2 separate regions of the Mus musculus genome follow, and region 1 is linked to region 2. Evidence: chromatin contacts called from public promoter capture Hi-C data. All regions are on one chromosome and are shown on one strand. The core of a region is the stretch at or near the end of the contact, and the rest is flanking DNA. Distances in the headings are between cores, read along the strand shown. Region 1 holds the start of Ccr8 (chemokine (C-C motif) receptor 8). Region 2 holds the start of Eif1b (eukaryotic translation initiation factor 1B).

Region 1 (3,145 bases), core at 296-2,795, 400 kb before region 2:
GAACTAAACATTCAGAACGAAAGAGGTTGAGTGTGAGAGAAAGACAGACTGGCAGGCTGTCTTAGTTAGGGTTTTATTGCTGTGAACAGACACCATGACCAAGGCAACTCTTATAAGGACAACACTTAGTAGGGGCTGGCTTACTGGGTCAGAGGTTCAGTCCATTATCATCATGGTGGGAAGCATGGCAGCATCCAGGCAGGCATGGTGCATGAGCTGAGATTTCTACATCTTCATCTGAAGGCTGCTAGTGGAAGACTCACTTCCAGGCAGCTAGGATGAGGGCCTTAAAGCCCACACTCACAGTGAATGACACACCTACTCCAACAAGGCCACACCTCTCAATAGTACCACTCCCTGGGCCAAGCATATAAAAACCATCACAAAGTCATGGATAGATCCCAAGACAGTAATTCCAGTATTCAGGAGGCAGAGTCAGGCAGACCTCTAAGTGCTAGGCCAGCCTAGTCTACATAGGGAAGTCCAGGCTAGCTTAATCTACACAGAGGGGACTAACACACAGGGAGAGGACAGATTTGTGAGTGGCCCTGCTGGGCAGGGGTGGCAGCCAGTTGTCTCTGACCTGGCACATCACCGATGGAGTTGGATTCATACTTTCCATTACCCCGACGAGCATCAGCAGCACCTGAGAGTCCGCTGTTCACAGTCAGCTCGGCACTGACATTTTCTTATCGCTATTCTGTCTTAAAGGCCGGGGCTTGCCCCAAGCTCTGTTAAAACCTCTTGGTGAGGAGAATCATAGGCATGATCTGAGGTGTCAGAGATGCTTCTAAATGATAAACTCACTCGTTGTCAGAAGACAGATTCACGGGTCACAGAGCAGAAGCTGAGAGGAACATGCTGTCACCTGAATAGTGAGTGTCCAAGTGCCGAGGCCAGAGAGGGGAACACATGCCTGCAGCTCTAGTTCCCAGGGAGGCAGAGTTATGTGGCTCCCTGGGGCTCACTGGTAACCAACCTAGCCCATTTCAGGAGACCCAAACTAGAGAGAGACCACATCAAAACAACAGAAGCAAATGGTAAGAGACACTAAGAGCAAACGTTCTGCTGAGCAGCAGTGGTGTACGCCTTTAATCCCAGTATTCCAGAGGCCTAGGCAGGTGGCTCTCGGAGTTCAAGGCCAGCCTGCTCTACAGAATGAGTTCTAAGACAGCCACTGTTCTGCAGAGAAACCCTGTTTTGAACAACAAAACAAACAAACAAGCAAACAAACAAACAGGAACTAAGAGTAGATGGACAGATTCCCTCCCATACCACCATCCAGAGGAAAGGTGATGCCCCCTGCTTATCTCTGCCCCAGATCTGAGGTGAAAAGACAGGAAGAAGGTACTGAGAGTCAAGGAGCCCTGGTTGCATAGCACGCTGTTCCATTGCTCTGGAGACAGGGTGGGTCTGTCCCAAACAGCAGAGGGGTTGGGGCTGTAAGTCAGAGGTAGCTCTTACTGTTCCAACCTTTGGATTGGCTGAGGCATGGCATATAGCTGAAGTGCTCAGGAGGAGGAGTCAGCACAGCAAGCAGACATGTGGCAGAGGAGTGGGCAGCTCTGAAACCTCAGAAGAAAGGCTCGCTCAGATAATTGGTAAGAATCATCCTTGGGGTTAGGGCTCAGAGGCAGTGCGGGCACCGTTTTCATCTCCTTACAGAGAGATCAGGAGAAGGCTGATATTTCGGGATCATAAGAGTTTTGAGTGTCTCCAAAGCCTGAGCCCACAAGCGCGTGTGTCTCTTGGTGGCTGATAGGAGCATGTCCCTTGTTCTCCAGGACACAGAAAGGGCTGAAAGCTCTCACAGGAGTAAAAAAATTAGACAAGACAGCATTTTCTGGCGATCATCCTTTCTCCACAGAAAACTTCCATTCAATCCCACCTCCTTGTATGTCTGTCAATGGAGTCTTAGACTCTGCATTGTGTGGGGTGTGGGGAACGGGACCTAGGACCTGGCTCGGGTCCTAAGCATGTGCTGTGCCCCCAGGCCCTGTAATGTTTTATTTCGTGGTGTGTGTGTGTGTGTGTGTGTGTGTGTGTGTGTGAGAATATGTGAGTGTGCGCATGTACAGGAGGTCAGAGGCCAGCCTTGGTGCTATGTTTCAGGCGCTCTCCCCTCGCTTTGTGCTCACCAAGCAGGCCAGGCTGGCCAGGGCCACGGAGCTCTGCCTGTCTCTGCCTCCCCTGCGTGGGCATTGCGAGCACACACTGCCACGCATGGGTTTAGGGGTTTGAACTGAGGTCTCCATGGTTGCTTAGCAAGCACCTCGCTTACGGAGATATCCCCTCAGCCCCAGTGTTTGACACGACTGAATTCCAGCCTTTACCAGGCTTACCTCTGGCGAACCCGGTGCTTCTCGTTTTGAGAGGAATTGGGATCATTTTTTTTTCCTATTGCACTTTAAATCGTTTTGAGGGGGGGGGGTTATGGAAGCAATGAGTGAATGAACTAAATTCAAGAATATCATAGGATACATCCGAAGCAAAATACAAAATGAGACATCATATATGCAGCATAGGAATGAGTAAGCAAATGTTGTCTGTTGAATACATATATACTTTGTTTGTTTGAGACAGGGCTTCTCTGTGTAGCCCTGGCTGTCCTGGAACCCACTCTGTAGACCAAGCTAGCCTCAAACTCAGAGAGCCACCCTCTTCTGCCTCCCAAGTGCTGGGACTAAAGATGTGTATCAACACACCTGGCCTGTATTTTGTTTGTGGATCCATAAAATGAAAGAGAAACCAGGCAGAGTGGCGCGTGCTTTTCATCCCAGCACCTGGGAAGCAGAGGCAGGTGAATCTCTGGGAGTTTGAGGTCAGCTTGGTCTATATAGTAAGTTCCAGGACAACTAGGGCTATATAGTGAGACTATCTAAAAATACCAAAATTGACTAATTACAATGGGGGGGTGGGGGAGAGAGAGAGAGAGAGAGAGGCCAAGCAAGGTGGTACAGATCTGTAATACCTCCACTGAGAAGGCTGAGGCAGGAGGATCATGAGTAGTCTGGGCTATGTAGCAAGTTCCATACCAGCCCAAACCACTTAGTGAGACCTTGTATGAAGGAAGCAAGGTCTAGGGAGAACAGCTTGATGGGAGAGCGCTTGCCGCACACTAACACCCTGACATTGAGCCGCAGGG
Region 2 (2,727 bases), core at 36-2,535:
CTTGCTGATGGCCTGACAACCTGAGTTCCTGCTCCAGGACCTACATGAAGGTGGAAGATGCTCAAGACTATTAATTCAAATATTCGTAAGCTAGAGTTTTTCAAACCATGGTATAAGAATAAAACTGAGTAAGTAGTGTGCCTGAAACCTGACTGGTGGATGTAGGGGCATACAAGTGTATTCATTTTTACAACCCTAAAGCAACAGGCCATGCATAGAAACATTAGGAGCGGCCACTTTGTACAATAGAAGTCACTGAAACATGAGCACTACACTCCAGATATTCATTTCCTTTTTTAAACTACAGTAATGGACTTCGAGAGACTTCCCAGGAGTTGCTGCTCTTACACAAGACCTGGGTTCTGTTCCCATGGTCTCATAACCAGCTGTTATTCCAGTTCCAGGGGATATGACACCCTCTTCTGGCCTCTATGGTACATACACCCAACCACATAAAAATAAAATCTTTTTAAAAAGGAAATTGTAGTAGCGATTGGACCTACTGCTACATCTTGTTGAATGGATTGCTAGACAGAAACATAGTATGTATGCTATCTATGGCTTCTAATGTCTTGCATCAGGCCTCCAATACTATTTCAACACGAAGGCAACAGGTTTGACCTACAAAAAGGTTAAGAATTCCAAATTTTTAGTCTACTGCTTTGGTCTAGAAAGCCAACCACCTGCATAGGTGGTTTACATAGGTTAAGACGGTTCTCCACTGTCCACTGATGGTTGTGCACGGTTACTCTTTACAGTTACTTCATCTGCTCGCTCACACTCACCTAGCAACCACCAGACACCCATCCTGCACGGGACTTGCATCCGACCTTAGGAGGCTCCGCAGAGGAGAGCTCGGGCGGGATGGTAGCGCGTTCTCTCCACGCACACCTGACTCTGCTAGAGGCTAGGTCGTGACACCTGAGACAAACAGGTTAAGCTTAGTAGAGACTGCAGCATCGGAATCCCGGGGCTTGGAGGAAGGGAGAATTCCCAGGTGGCACCCACAAGGGTTCTGCAAGGAACTCAGGGGTCTCGGGAACCCTGGGGGCTGGGGAGGGCGGCGGAGGCGCAGAGCGCGGTCCCCGCTGGTTGCAAGTCCAGACCCCCGGGGGCACGTTTCTCGCCGTTGCACCCGGAAGCGCCTCCGCCCGGCGCCTCGGGCGGGACGGACCGCGGCTGCCCGCAGTGGGCTCCCGCCCGCTCCTCGCTGGCCCCCGGCTCGGCGCTCCGGGGCGGACGCGCGGTGCGTGCGGACGGTCACGTGGCGGCGGCGCGCGGGGCTAAATACGCGGCGCCGGCCATTTTGTGCGAGAAGCCGCAGCGCCGCCTCCCTGCTCGCGCCCCACCGCCGCCTCCGCGTCTTCCTGCGCCCCGGGCTTCCGCCGCTTCATTGATTTCCGTTTCTCGCCGCTGCAGCCTCCTGACACGGTGATCCGGGCGGGCCCCGCGGGAATTCTATCCTCTCACCGGCCTCACACTAGTGTCGCATGTCCACTATCCAGAACCTCCAATCTTTCGGTAAGGGCCAGTGGCCGGCCGCCGCCCGCGTCCCTCTGGGCTTTGTCTCGGCGCCCAGAAGATGGCGACGGGGGGCTCCCCGCGACCCTAGCCCGGGGGATGCCCCTCTCCGGGCCTCGGACACGGCCTTAAGTGGGCCTGCGACTCCGTAGAGGCGAGGGCCCGACCGGCAGGCGCTTGGGGAACTTGACACTGGCAGGAAGACAAGGGTCTCGGGGACTCACAGGACGGTCGGGGGACACGCCAGGGCTGCAGGGGGACCCGCCAGAGGCTGGGGGGACTGACAGAAAGGCCGGGGGCTTCAGAGACCCGTAAGGGAGCTACAGTACTTGCCAGGGCTGCAGAGACTAGGACTAGGGGCTTGCAGGGAACCTGACAGTGACAAGACGCTGGGAGTCTCTGGTGTTATCTCTCTTGTGGCCTCGGGGCTGGCCAGGGCTTTGCAAGGAGACTGGAGGGGTGGGGCCCAGAAGCTGGAGAACCTGACAGCTTTAGGGTGACTGCGAGACCTGTGACTCTCAGACGACTCACAAGTGTGTGTGTGTGTGTGTGTGTGTGTGTGTGTGTGTGTGTGTGTGTTGGGGCATGGGGGGCGGGGGGTGGCCTTGCTCAGTCCTTGCTGGGAGGGAAGGGAAGTTAAGGGCTTAGAGGATCTGCGACTCAGTCGGCCAGGACTGGAGGGGGGGGGGGTGCCAGAGAGACCTGTCACTGACCGGAGCTGGGGTGGGGCTGGACCCAGCTGGTTTTAAGCAGCCCCCAGAGGCGTCTGTTTGAAACACTTAGGAGAGAGGCCTCTGATTTGACTTGGAAGTGGCCCTGTTGTCTCTGCTTGCAATCATTTTGTAAATTACACCTCGTGAGGTTGCATGTATATGTTTATATGTGTTTTATAAGGCTCAGTTACTATGTTAACTAATTGGGGTGGGTGTTTTTGAATGTTGTAGTCGAAAAATAGTGGCGGTGACGCATGTTCTTGTGGCGGCTGTATGAAGGCTGTATGAAATTAGGGTTTCGTAAATGTTTTCTGTCTCATTTGCTGGTGGCTTCCACAGTGGTGGTCTCTACTTTTAAGCTCAGATATCGGCATACAGAGCCTGCTTAGGTTTTTCTCCTTTGAAAAACTTATTATCAGTGAGCCCCACCCTCGCCTGCAGAAATGGAGCAGGAGTGCTGGAGGCCTCACCGAGGTCTGTCTGGATATGGAGT

What was found. Promoter capture Hi-C pulls out the DNA fragments that hold promoters and counts their contacts.
Region 1: a promoter capture Hi-C map of embryonic stem cells shows a contact between it and region 2. The contact joins the promoter of Ccr8 here to the promoter of Eif1b in region 2. A contact is called at or near these places in 5 of 39 promoter capture datasets (cranial neural crest, embryonic stem cells, frontonasal cranial neural crest and 2 more) and 1 of 115 datasets of contacts at active chromatin or transcription factors (memory CD8 T cells).

Annotation. Positions count from the first base shown.
Region 1 is chr9:120,090,588-120,093,732 of GRCm38.p6, forward strand. It overlaps Ccr8 (chemokine (C-C motif) receptor 8), which reads left to right and starts at 1,546. Exons shown (of 2, transcript NM_007720.2): 1 at 1,546-1,601.
Region 2 is chr9:120,491,321-120,494,047 of GRCm38.p6, forward strand. Eif1b (eukaryotic translation initiation factor 1B) reads left to right here and starts at 1,286. Exons shown (of 4, transcript NM_026892.3): 1 at 1,286-1,521. The coding sequence starts at 1,491. It overlaps D830035M03Rik (RIKEN cDNA D830035M03 gene), which reads right to left and starts at 1,261. Exons shown (of 2, transcript NR_166642.1): 1 at 786-1,261.